3 separate regions of the Mus musculus genome follow, and all the other regions are linked to region 1. The links are chromatin contacts, called in public HiChIP or PLAC-seq maps. All regions are on one chromosome and are shown on one strand. Each heading gives the region's core, a stretch centred on a gene start, on an enhancer-like site or on the middle of the called end of the contact. The rest is flanking DNA. Distances are from core to core; before and after follow the strand shown. Region 1 has its middle 42 kb from the start of Gm36600. Region 2 overlaps Rere (arginine glutamic acid dipeptide (RE) repeats). Region 3 overlaps Gm30120 (a long non-coding RNA gene).

Region 1 (4,057 bases), core at 1,318-3,817:
CCCTCCAGTAGGACCAGGGCTGGAAGTGACTCATGGTCTTATCCAAGAGTCACCTTTGACATCCGGTGACAGCATCATCACCCTGTGTTTTTGTGCCTGAAAGCCAGGTGCTACTGGAGGAAGGCAGCCTGGAATTCTTAGCAGCAGCTTGTCATCGCGTCCTCAGTGTAGGTCACACCATCACTGTCACCGATGAGGGGAGTGAGTGAGCCTGGGCTTTAGGAAGATAAGCTTTGCCCCATGCTTGCTCAGGGCCATCACCGATGTTTTACTGGGGGGAGGGGGGGCTGGCGAGAAACCAGAGGAATGCACATCCCAGCCAGGGTCCCCTGCGGCTGTCAACCACATGTGATTGATCTGGGGTGGCTGGCCTGTACAGGGGAGGCAGAACAATGGCTACACTTACCCACAGGTGACTAAGTCACATTCTTCTGGGCCAAGAAGCCCAGGTGCAGATGTTTTCCTGCAGAGTGGAGCAGAGCTGGGTTTTATGGGCTGCGAACTCCTATCAGTGAGTGATAAGAAGCCCTGGGCCATTGGCTCTTTGGTGATTGGAGAAATAGTCCACAGGCCCAGGATGTGAAATAAATGAGCATGAGTCATTCGTTCTCCAGGGCCAGGCTCCTGCAAGAACATTTATCTATTGATCTCTCTCTCTCTCTCTCTCTCTCTCTCTCTCTCTCTTACCCATCTGTCTCTCCTCTCTTTGTCTCTCTCTCCTGTCTCTGTCTCTCTATTTTCTCTGTCTTTCTGTCTCTGTGTTTCACTCTCTCTTTCCATCTGTTTTTCTTTTCCTCTCTCTGTCTCTCTCCTCTCTGTCTCTGTCTCTCTCCTTCCATCTGTCTGCCTCCTTTTCCTGTCTCTCTCTCTCTGTGTCTCTGTTTCTCTGTCTCTTTCTCTCTGTCTCTCTGTCTCTCTCTCTCTCTGTCTCTCTCTCTCTGTCTCTCTGTCTCTGTCTCTGTCTCTGTCTCTGTCTCTGTCTCTCTCTCTCTCTCTCTCTCTCTCACACACACACACACACACACACAAGGGCCTCTAAGGAAAAAGTGGAATTATCAGGAAAAAAGAATAGACCAAGCCGGGCAGTGGTGATGCATGCCTTTAATCCCAGCACTTGGGAAACAGAGGCAGGTGGATTTCTAAGTTCGAGGCCAGCCTGGTCTACAAAGTGAGTTCCAGGACAGCCAGAGCTATACAGAGAAACCCTGTCTAGAAGAAACAAAACAAAACAATAATAACAACAAAAGAATAGACCATCCCATCCCTAGTGACACAGAAAGTGACATCTGCCTGCAGAGAAGGGTGGTAGCAACTACTGTCAAAAGAAAAGATGCAAGATGTGTTGGGGGCGGGGGCACTATCTGCTTTTGTCAGCAGCCAGGGCCTTCATCACCCAGATTTCCACATGTTAGACCTTGGGTGCTAGGCACCTATCTGATACAACTTCTTGCTCCCTACCCACTACCTCCTCTGCAGCTGCAGTCACCTGCCCAGGAGGGTACTCCAGGACAAACTCCCATGTTGTGGTGGCTTGCCACCTGCTCTGACATGGTAACTGAGGGTAGTTCTGCAGGCATGCGATCATCTAACGTGTCCCAGCGGTTTTGGAGTGCCCAAGTCCAGGGGAGTTCATAAAGCGTAGTTTACAGCTGCTCATCTTCTGTCCTCCAAGAGTCAAGTCCTTCAGGTTGATTCCCACTGCCCTGGGGATGATGGTGGGCACAGGAGGGCCGGCGCTTACAGGACCTTTGTGGACTTTTCCTTCCTGAGACATTTTTTTTGTTGGTTTTTTTTGTTTGTTTGTTTGTTTTGTTTTGTTTTGTTTTTCGAGACATGGTTTCTCTGTATAGCCCTGGCTGTCCTGGAACTCACTTTGTAGACCAGGCTGGCCTCGAACTCAGAAACCCTCCTGCCTCTGCCTCCCGAGTGCTGGGATTAAAGGCATGCGCCACCAGGCCCGGCTCCTGAGACATTTTTAATAGCTAAAAGCTGCAGGTCTAAAAACCACCATCGGGAAAACAGTCTTAAGTGGTTTTATCTAATCTCGGGCCCAAGTCAATGATCAGAGTATTATGGGTAAAAATGAGTCATACGCCCTCTCATTGTCAAAGTCAGAGGGCTCCTGGCTCTGTCCCCTTCTACCCTGGTTGGGGTTCCAGGGTCCCTCAGAGCCTTAGTTGGATGCTGAGGACACTGTGCGTGTTCTTTGACTGAAGTCTCCTCTTTGATTGCACTGTGCCGCCTTTTTATCTCTTCCCTTCTCCGAGGGTGCCACCAGAAGCCAGGTGACTCCACTAGACTCCTACAGCGCAAAGAGGGTGATGTCGTGCTACCCACGGTTGGCACAAAGGGAACAGAGTTGATACTAAGAGCTGATTTCTTTTTTTTTCCTGACTGCTCATTGTAGGATGGGGAGAGAGAGAGAGAGAGAGGATTGAGAGAGAGGGAGATTGAGAGAGAGAGAGTGTCTGGCATTTCTCCCAAGCATTTCACCCACAAACCGGTTTAGGCCAGTGAGACAGGATGTTCTGCAGAGCAAAGATCATGTGACCGCCCCGTGTGAACAGACAGATGGTGTATCATTAACAAGCTAGCTTCAGGGTTGCATTTCTCTGGCTCCAGGGTGTCAGTGACCCCAGAGATTTAATTAAAAACATAAAAAAATAAATAGTGACAGAGGCCAAAGTTTCATCCTGTTTAGACTCAACATTGTAGTCATTGTGTGTGTGTTGGGGGGTGTGGGTATGTGCTCCTTCTGTTGCAGGGTCTGTGACCTGCCCAAGGGAAACAGGGTTAGTCAGGGGGCATCTGCAGGTTAGCCCCTTGGTGGGTGAGCTTCAAACAGTCACTGTGGCCAGTCACCAGCTCTCTGGCACCCTGTTTCCTAGGGAGACTGAAAGGCTGATTGGAGCTCAGAGACTGCAGAGGACCCAGCTGGTCCACACAGGAGATGGTCAGGATCCCTTTGTGCTAATCGGAAGTATCCAGGTAGGAGAAGAGGCCGTTGTATGTCAGGAGATCCCAGCCTACAGAGGATGCTTTCAGCCCAGCAGAGCCTGGCTCCTCAGCTGCTCTCCAAGCTGTCTGCTGTCAGGTCTTGAGGTTGGGCTCTGGAAGGCTGAAGCTGGAGTTGAGCCCATGAGCATCCTCTAGGCTCACCAGGAGGACATGCTGGCACGGAAACAGGCAGAGGCAGGGAGGCAGAGGGAGGTTGTGTGAGCAGGGTCATGGATTCTCCGCATGACATCTGAGGAAAATCAAATCTAGTCCTTTGGCAGGTACTGGCTTGCAGAGCCCTGTGTGACTGACACATGGGCCTAGACCACCGGCAGCAAGGGGCCAATGGAGTGTCATAAGGAGGAATTCTTTGGATGAGACACAATTAATCTTTTCCAGGTGACAATTCATTTTGTCAACTGAAGTTGCTCTTAAGGGGACACATTGAAAGGTCTTCCTATGTAGCCCAGGCTCCTCCTACCCCATGTTGCTTTAAACACTGATTTAGGATTTATTTGTAGTGTATGTGTGTGAGTATTTTGCTTGCACATAAGCACAGCACCTATGTGCAGGGTCATTGGAGCCCAGAAGAGGTCAGGAGTTACAGATGCTTAAGAGCTGCTGAGTCATGCTGGGAACTGAACCCAGGTCCTCTGGAAGAATGGTAAGTGCTCTCAACTGCTGGCCATCTCTCCAGCTCCTGCTTTCAACTGGGTGTGGAGAGATGCTCCGCAGTCAGGAGCACATGTACACCCAATCATGTGTGCACACACAAATACATATACACCCAATCATATGTGCACACACAGATACATATACACCCAATCATGTGTGCACACACACAGTCACATATACACCCAATCATGTGTGCACACACACAGACACATATACACCCAATCATGTGTGCACACACACAGACACATATACACCCAATCATGTGTGCACACACACAGACACATATACACCCAATCATGTGTGCACACACACGGACACATATACATACAATTTTTTCAAGATTTATTTTTATTTGGTGTGTACGGGTGCTTTGCCTACACACATC
Region 2 (3,624 bases), core at 851-3,350, 170 kb after region 1:
CACTGAGCCATCTCTCCAGACCTCAATCTTTTCTTTTCTTTTTTTTTTTTAAAGCCCATTATAAACATAGTTTCTACAAACAATGCACTGCATAAAGATAAAGCACTCTGGTGTCAGTTGTCAGTTTGCACGTGTAGGATAACTTCACAAGCAGGTGTAGGACACACACTATAAACAGCAAAGGGCGAAGACCTCAGCTTTAAAAAACCCGCCTTTTCTTTCCAACACTGGCACCAAGTTTCCTCCATGAAAATCACACACCTGCTGCATTCACACAAGGGAAACAGCCACACCCTCTTAGATTACTTTAGTTAAAACAGTGCCTGCTGGCATGGCGCCCTACACCTGCAATCCCAGGACTCCAGAAGCAAGACAATCTCTAGTTCAAGGCCAGTCTCTGCTATAAAAACCCTGACTCAACCAAACAAAAACAAAAACTCAAATAACAAACAGCCCCAGGCTGTGACTACATTGAGGCAGACAGCCCTCAGCACCACAGCACACTTGCTGGGAGACATCAGGCAGCACCTAGAGATGAGCTGTGCAGAGTACAGTGGTCAGAGCTTAAATGCTCTCCATTTTGCCTGCTGACTAATCCCTCACATCTACTCACATTTCTTCCCAGGCTGGCTGTGCCAGTAAAGAAAGCTACATTTGAAGATTTTTGTTTGTTTGTGTTTTAGTCTTTGAGACAGACATCTGTCTCCTAAAGTGCTAGGATTAAAGGTGTATACCACCACCACCTAGTGAATAAGATCTTTAAAATATAAAATAAGGTGTTACAACTGGGTTTCTTTCTCTTTCCGTACTTAATTTTACTTGTGTGTTCCGGAGCACCTTCAGAGACCATAAGAAGTCAGACCTTTGAGCCAGAGTTATAGGTGGTTGTGAGCTGCCCCACATGGGTGCTAGGCACTGAAATTAGGTCCTCTTGAAGGGCATCAAGAGGTTTTGACCACCAGCCATCTTTCCAGACCACAACTGTACTTCTAAGAAAAGAAAATGGAGTGAGAGTTGGAGGGGGGGGGGGGAAGCTTTATATTAAGAAACTCTATGGGGCTGGAGAAATGGCTCAGTGGGTAAGAGCACTGACTGCTCTTCTGAATGTCCTGAGTTCAATTCCCAGCAACCACATGGTGGCTCACAACCATCTGTAATGGGACCCGATGGCTTCTTCTTAAGTGTTTGAAGACAGCAACAGTGTACTCATATAAACTAACTAACTAAATCTTGGAAAGGAATTAATTGATTGATTAGTTCTATGATTGGGTCAAAGAGGTCTTTCAGTGGTTAAAAGCACTGGCTGCTCTTCTTCTAGAGGACCCAAGATTCAATACCCAGATCCAAAAGGCTGCTCACAACCATCTGTTACTCAAATTCAAATGCAAGCCTTGTCTACTACAGAGAAAGTGTCAAGACAGCTAGTTTTACACAGAGAAACTTATCTCAAAACAACAACAACAATAAAAGATTCAGTAATTATAAGCACTGGCCGCTCTTCTGGAAGATTCAAGTTTAATTTCCAGCACCTGCAAGGTGGCTCACACCTCCAAGTAATTCCAGTCCCAGAGGCTCTGACTCCCTCTTTTGACCTCTACCATCACTGCCTACACATAGTGCACAGAGATGCATGCAGGCATTCACATGCATACATAAATGTGAGAAAAGAATAGAATAGAATATACCTTGGAGTGTTAGGATTTTGAGGCTGTGTAAGTAGTTCCCAAACATTACTGAACAACCTCAATTTTACTTAAACCTCCATTTTAACAACAAAATAGCCATCTTGGCTCAACAGGCAGGGACAAGGAACCCGAGAGCCTGCACTGCCCACTGTGTTGTGAGCAATTAAGACAGTCAGTACCTGCACTGGAGGGACACAGTGAAGAGCAGAGAACTCCTCAGTGTTACTCCGTAGCTGTCCTACAGCTGCCTGTTCTCAGAGTAGCAACCCAGACTACAAGCCCACGCTTTCTTATGTAAGATTAAGCATTGTTTACCTAAGGTTATATCGGAAATTAAATAAAACTTCATGCTGAACACTGGAGTAATTCTTAATCTCTTAATGCTAACAGAACTTTGATGACTCATTCTTCCATCTGGGAGAACATGCTGACACAGGTCATTCTGCCTAGAGATGTAGTTCTCACAGAGCTAGTCTGCAAATCATCTATAGAATTTGCCCCCAGAAACATGACTGATTTCCCTGCTATCTAGCATATTAAAACTCCAAAATTTCCCACCCCATCACAAAAACTTAATAAAGACTAACTGTACCTTCTCTGGGAAACCCAAAGCCTGCGATGCGAGCCAGATCCGCCTGCATTGAAACGCAACCTGCAGAGCACAAGCTCATCCCTCATGGTTCTGTTTCACAACTGTCTCCTCTTTGCCTTCTTCACCCATGGCACCGAGACTGGAGTGAGAATGCGATCTGATGAGAACACTCGGACACGACCACCTGCACTTACAAATAACCAGAGTACAATCTTTCCTGAGGTAGTTGTTGGAAACTAAGAGAAGGGCAGCTAAGATGTCCAGGACAAGTGCTTTCGTGCCTTCCCTCCCCACAGGCTCCTCTCTCCTACAGAGCTGGGCCAAATCAAACTGTCTTCTTGCTAATCTGCACTGCATCTGAGCAGGAGCCACTGCTCCCTATCGGTGAGGGTGGTGCTCCTGTCCACATTCCACTGCTGGCAACAGCAGACAGAGCTGTACACAAAGCCTTCAGAGGACAATCTCCCAGGAGCCACTCTTCCATTCATATAAAGCAGCCATGTTTGCAAGATGAAGAGAGACCATCCTTATGTTTTGAGTATAGTCATCCTGAGATTTTATAAGAAATGGCCATGTATGTGAGAAATGAGTTATTTTGGGATCTGTATTATAAGATAGGTTCCCTGTGGGTGATCAGGATCTAAGTCTATTAGGCCTGTTTATTTTTAACATACAAGGTCAGGGGCCATGTAACTCATCTACCCAACAGCAGAGTGACAGCACTTAGAATGAGAGACCTGGCTTGGAGGACAGCAAATTCCAGAACATCTGGGAGAGGAGCTAGCCCTGTCTTCTCAGAAGTGCAGGACACTTGGCAGTGTTTACATCGATGCACTAACACCCAGACCTCTGTGTAAACAGTTGAGAGATCTGCAGTGGGCAGCCTCAATCATTCTGAGACACTGCTCACTCCTAGTATTTTAATCTACTAACCATATTTTATACATATGTTAAAGAAAGGCAAATGGGGAAAAAGGAAGGAAGAACTGGGTATCTGCACAGATGTAATTCTAAAAGGATCTGACTTGTTATTCTCTCGGGTGCCATGAGGTTAACACGTAATACCCACTCAACTAACCCTCTATAAACAGTTGGTTTTCCTAATCACAGCCACTATTCCCACTTCAGTGGGCAGCAGCATTCAGAGGAAAGCCAGACCTAGCCCCTGTATAACAAACTCCAGAAACCAAGTGTTAGGAAAGCTGATGTCCGTTGCACAGGCACTTTTATCAGACATAAAGGCCTGTAGTGAATGGGAGGAATGGGACTCCTACAGGAGCCTCCAAAGGTAAGGAGACCTGCTCCCACCCAGGGACTCCTGTAGGCTCTCCTCCACCTTTCCCGAGT
Region 3 (3,928 bases), core at 13-2,512, 230 kb before region 1:
CTTAACCTGTAGTACATAATGTTATTTCTTGTAAAAGTATTGAAGAACACACTGGTTTTTTTCATAGTCATTCACTAGAAGAAAAATAGAACACAATCACATTGTAACTTTATACTGCTTGGCAGGTTTCGTTGCGATGTATAAACCGTGGGAGACAGAATAAAGTTGTTGGAACATTGTTCCTTCCATCCATCAACTATATGTATGTGTGTATACATGTATGTGTATGTATGTATATATGCAAAGTTTGTGTGGGAGTATGTTGGAACTTCGTTCCTTCTACCCTCCAAGTCTATATGTATACATGTATGTGTAAGTATTTGTGTAAAGTTTGTGTGGGAATGTACTGGAATTCTGTTTCATCCATCAGGTGTGTGTGTGTGTGTGTGTGTGTGTGTGTGTGTGTGTGTGTGTGTGTGTAAAGCTTGTTTGGGTGCATACTGGAGCTTGCTCCCATCAACCAACTGTGTGTATGTCTGTATGTACATATGTGTATTGTGAAATGCTTGGAATTTGCTTGTTGGACCTTTGCTCCATCCATTCTATGTGTGAATATGTGTATGTATGTATGCATGCATGTATGAATTTGTACATATGAAGTTATTCTGCCTTTTGTTTCATTTACTCAGTGTGTATTATGTGCATGTGTGGTATGAATTTTCTCTCTTTCCTTCTCTTTCTCAAAGACCTCAAGCAGTTAAAAGAATTCAGAGTCTAAGCTGGGCAGTGGTGGCACAGGCCTTTAATCCCAGCACTTGGGAGGCAGAGGCAGGTGGATTTTTGAGTTCAAGGCCAGCCTGGTCTACAGAGTGAGTTCCAGGACAGTCAGGGCTACACAGAGAAACCCTGTCTTGAAAAACCAAAAAACAAAACAAAACAAAAAAACAAAAAAAAAGGAAAGAAAGAAAGAAAAAAAGAAAAAAGTTCAGAGTCTCTCACTGACCACAGGGAGTGCCAGCTCAGTGAATCAAGCTTTGTTCCCTCAGAGAAAAGTCTGCTGAGTAATTTCTCTAACTGCTGGCTGCCATAGGGAGCAGCCCCCGTCAGTTTCTAGACTAGTTCTGGCATCTGCTCTTAGCACTGACCCCTTGCCTGCCTGCCTCAGTTTACCCACCCCACGGATGCCAAAGCCGGTAATTGGCACAGCTCCAAGATGGTTCTGTTGCCCTCCTGCCCCACTTGCCCTGACTCTCCAAATGTGCTGCACCCACGTTTGGGCTCAGCCTCTGACGTGTCACCGGTGAGTCATGGCTCTTGCTCATTCCGGAGCACGGTTGGCATCCTGGTTTGTACCAGAAGATGCCAGCAGCCTCACTTCCATCCTGCTGTGTCTGGGCCTCATCCCTATGGCATGATCTCTGCCTTCTGCAGGAGCCACCCTGGTGACCTTGTCTCAAACAAACCAAAATCTTGATAGAAGGGTAGACCTCACATATGATTTTGAGTGTCAACTTGACACAAGCTGAGTTATCACAGAGAAAGGAGCCTCCTTTGAAGAGATGCCTCCATGAGATCCATCTGTAAGGCATTGTCTTAGTCAGGGTTTCTATTCCTGCACAAACACCATGACCAAGAAGCAGTTGGGGAGGAATGGGTTTATTCAGCTTATACTTTGCACATTGCTGTTTATCACCAAAGAAAGTCAGGACTGGAACTCAAGCAGGTCAGGAAGTAGGAGCTGATGCAGAGGCCATGGAGGGATGTTTCTTACTGGCTTGCTTCCCCTGGCTTACTCAGCCTGCTCTCTTATAGAACCTGAGACTACCAGCCCAGGGATGGTCACACCCACAAGGGGCCTTTCCCCCTAGATTACTAACTGAGGAAATGCCTTACAGCTGGATCTCATGGAGGCATTTCCTCAAGGGAGGCTCCTTTCTCTGTGATAACTCCAGCTTGTGTCAAGTTGACACAAAACTAGCCAGTACAATTGGCCCCTTGTCAACTTGACACACAAACACATCATTAGTAAGCCTCAACCCTTACATTCTTATTCATCCCCAAGGTCTAAATAACTTTAAAAGTCCCACAGTCTTTGCAAATTCTTAAAATTTTTACAATTAAAAGTCTCTTAACTGTGGGCTCCACTAAAATACTTCCTTCGAGAGGAAAAACCATCAGGACACAGTCACAATCAAGAGCAAAAATTAAATGCCAACTGCCCAATGTCTAGGATCCAACTCACGATCTTCTGGGCTCCTCCAAGGGCTTGGGTCACTTCTCCAGCCCTGTCCTTTGTAGCACACACTTTGTCTTCTAGGCTCCAGCTGCCTGTACTCCATTGCTGCTGCTGTTCTTGGTGGTCATCTCATGGTACTGGCATCTTCAATACACTGCATGACCCCTTCAGTCTTGGGCCATCAATTCCAACTGAAGCTGCACCTTCACCAATGGCCTTCCATGGCCTCTCACAGTGCCAAGCCTCAGCCACTCTTCATGACCCCTTCGTGCCTTCAAAACCAGTACCACCTGGGTGACTCTTTCACATTACCAAGTCCTGCTGCAGCACGAATTAAAACCTTGGCTATCTCTGGAACACAGCCTCTTTGTGCTTTCAGAAAACATTTCCCAGAAGATGTCACCTCAATGATGCTGGTCTCTTTTTAATCACAGCTAATTTCTTAGCTCCAGCTAACCAGCATCAATAGTCCCAGTAATGCAAAGGTTTCACTTTACTAGTTCTGGTATCTTGTTAATCACAGCTGATTCTTCAGCCCCAGCTAACCAGAACCACTGAATCTTCACAATCAAAATAGCAATGGTCCTGAAAAGAGTCTTTAATCTTCCCTTTGAAACTTCACAAGCCAGGCCTCCATCTTCTGCACTGTTGGAAACATTATCTTCCAAGCTCCTACACAACATCCCACAGAGCTCTTAACACTGAATGGACCTGCTAGCCCAAAGTTCCAAAGTCCTTCCACAATCCTCCCCAAAAGATGGTCAGGTTGTCACAGGAATACCCCACTTCTGGTACCAATTTGTCTTAGTCAGGGTTTCTATTCCTGCACAAACATCATGACCAAGAAGCAGTTGGGGAGGAAAGGGCTTATTCAGCTTATACTTTGCACACTGCTCTTTATCACCAAAGGAAGTCAGGACTGGAACTCAAGCAGGTCAGGAAGCAGGAGCTGATGCAGAGGCCATGGAGGGATGTTCCTTACTGGCTTGCTTCCCCTGGCTTGCTCAACCTGCTCTCTTATAAAACCTAAGACTACCAGCCCAGGGATGGTCCCGCCCACAACCCCCAGAGGCTGTTCCCTATATAATCCAGACATTTTAGTTACCTACCCTCTCTGCCTCTTTTGCACCTTTGGCTTCTGGCTCTGTACTTGGCTCTCCTCTCTCCCTGCCCCCCCCCACGTGCTTCAGGGTCAAGACCACTCCTCTAGACTCTCCCAGATGTGTCTGCCTCTGGCTATGCTCTCCCAGGTGTCTATAATAAATTTTCCCTCCACCATACGTAGGAACGGGCATGTCCTTTTATTTTTTTTTCCTTTTTATTTATTTATTTTCATCCAATGTCATGTGTGTGCAGGTGCCCACCCAGAACAGAAAAGGATGCCGAGTCTCCTGGAGCTGGAATTACAGTCACTGTAAGCTGCTCTCGGTGAGTCCTCTTCAGGAGCAACAAATGCTCTTATTTTCTAAGCCATCATTTCAACCCTGTCTCCTACTTAAACAACAACAACAAAATAACAAAAGAGACAGGTTCTTGCTGTGTAGCCCAGGTTGGCCCCACACTCCCAACCTTCCCGACTTAACCTCCTGAATGCTGAGATTATAGGTGTGTACCACCATGCTTAGATGGAACATGCTCTCTTGCAGAGCCAGGTCTTTCTGTGCAGTCGTCTACAAGGATAATCATGTAGACAAGATAAAAACAGGAGCTAAGTCTGTAGCACACTCAGAGATCACAGGAAAAATGATCAAG

What was found. HiChIP or PLAC-seq counts read pairs in DNA pulled down with a chosen protein or histone mark.
Region 2: a FOXA1 HiChIP or PLAC-seq map of pancreatic cancer cells shows a contact between it and region 1. The contact joins two enhancer-like sites. A contact is called at or near these places in 2 of 115 datasets of contacts at active chromatin or transcription factors (microglia and pancreatic cancer cells) and 1 of 9 other capture datasets (pancreatic islet).
Region 3: a contact with region 1 is called in a FOXA1 HiChIP or PLAC-seq map of pancreatic cancer cells. The contact joins two enhancer-like sites. A contact is called at or near these places in 2 of 484 Hi-C or Micro-C datasets (CD8 T cells and embryonic stem cells) and 2 of 115 datasets of contacts at active chromatin or transcription factors (differentiating embryonic stem cells and pancreatic cancer cells).

What each region holds. Positions count from the first base shown.
Region 1 is chr4:150,744,756-150,748,812 of GRCm38.p6, reverse strand. No RefSeq gene overlaps it. Among named protein-coding and RNA genes, the nearest start is that of Gm36600, 42 kb to the right of the region's middle. Within about 2 kb of position 2,567, at least 125 of the 459 cell types and tissues checked have an H3K27ac peak or open chromatin away from gene starts, as enhancers often do. A contact at or near this core is called in pancreatic cancer cells, where this site is marked.
Region 2 is chr4:150,574,942-150,578,565 of GRCm38.p6, reverse strand. The region is part of intron 12 of Rere (arginine glutamic acid dipeptide (RE) repeats); the gene reads right to left. Among named protein-coding and RNA genes, the nearest start is that of Slc45a1, 75 kb to the left of the region's middle. Within about 2 kb of position 2,100, at least 37 of the 459 cell types and tissues checked have an H3K27ac peak or open chromatin away from gene starts, as enhancers often do. A contact at or near this core is called in pancreatic cancer cells, where this site is marked.
Region 3 is chr4:150,970,750-150,974,677 of GRCm38.p6, reverse strand. It overlaps Gm30120 (a long non-coding RNA gene), which reads left to right. Exons shown (of 4, transcript XR_390979.2): 2 at 3,533-3,604. Among named protein-coding and RNA genes, the nearest start is that of Gm23405, 8.0 kb to the right of the region's middle. Within about 2 kb of position 1,262, at least 42 of the 459 cell types and tissues checked have an H3K27ac peak or open chromatin away from gene starts, as enhancers often do. A contact at or near this core is called in pancreatic cancer cells, where this site is marked.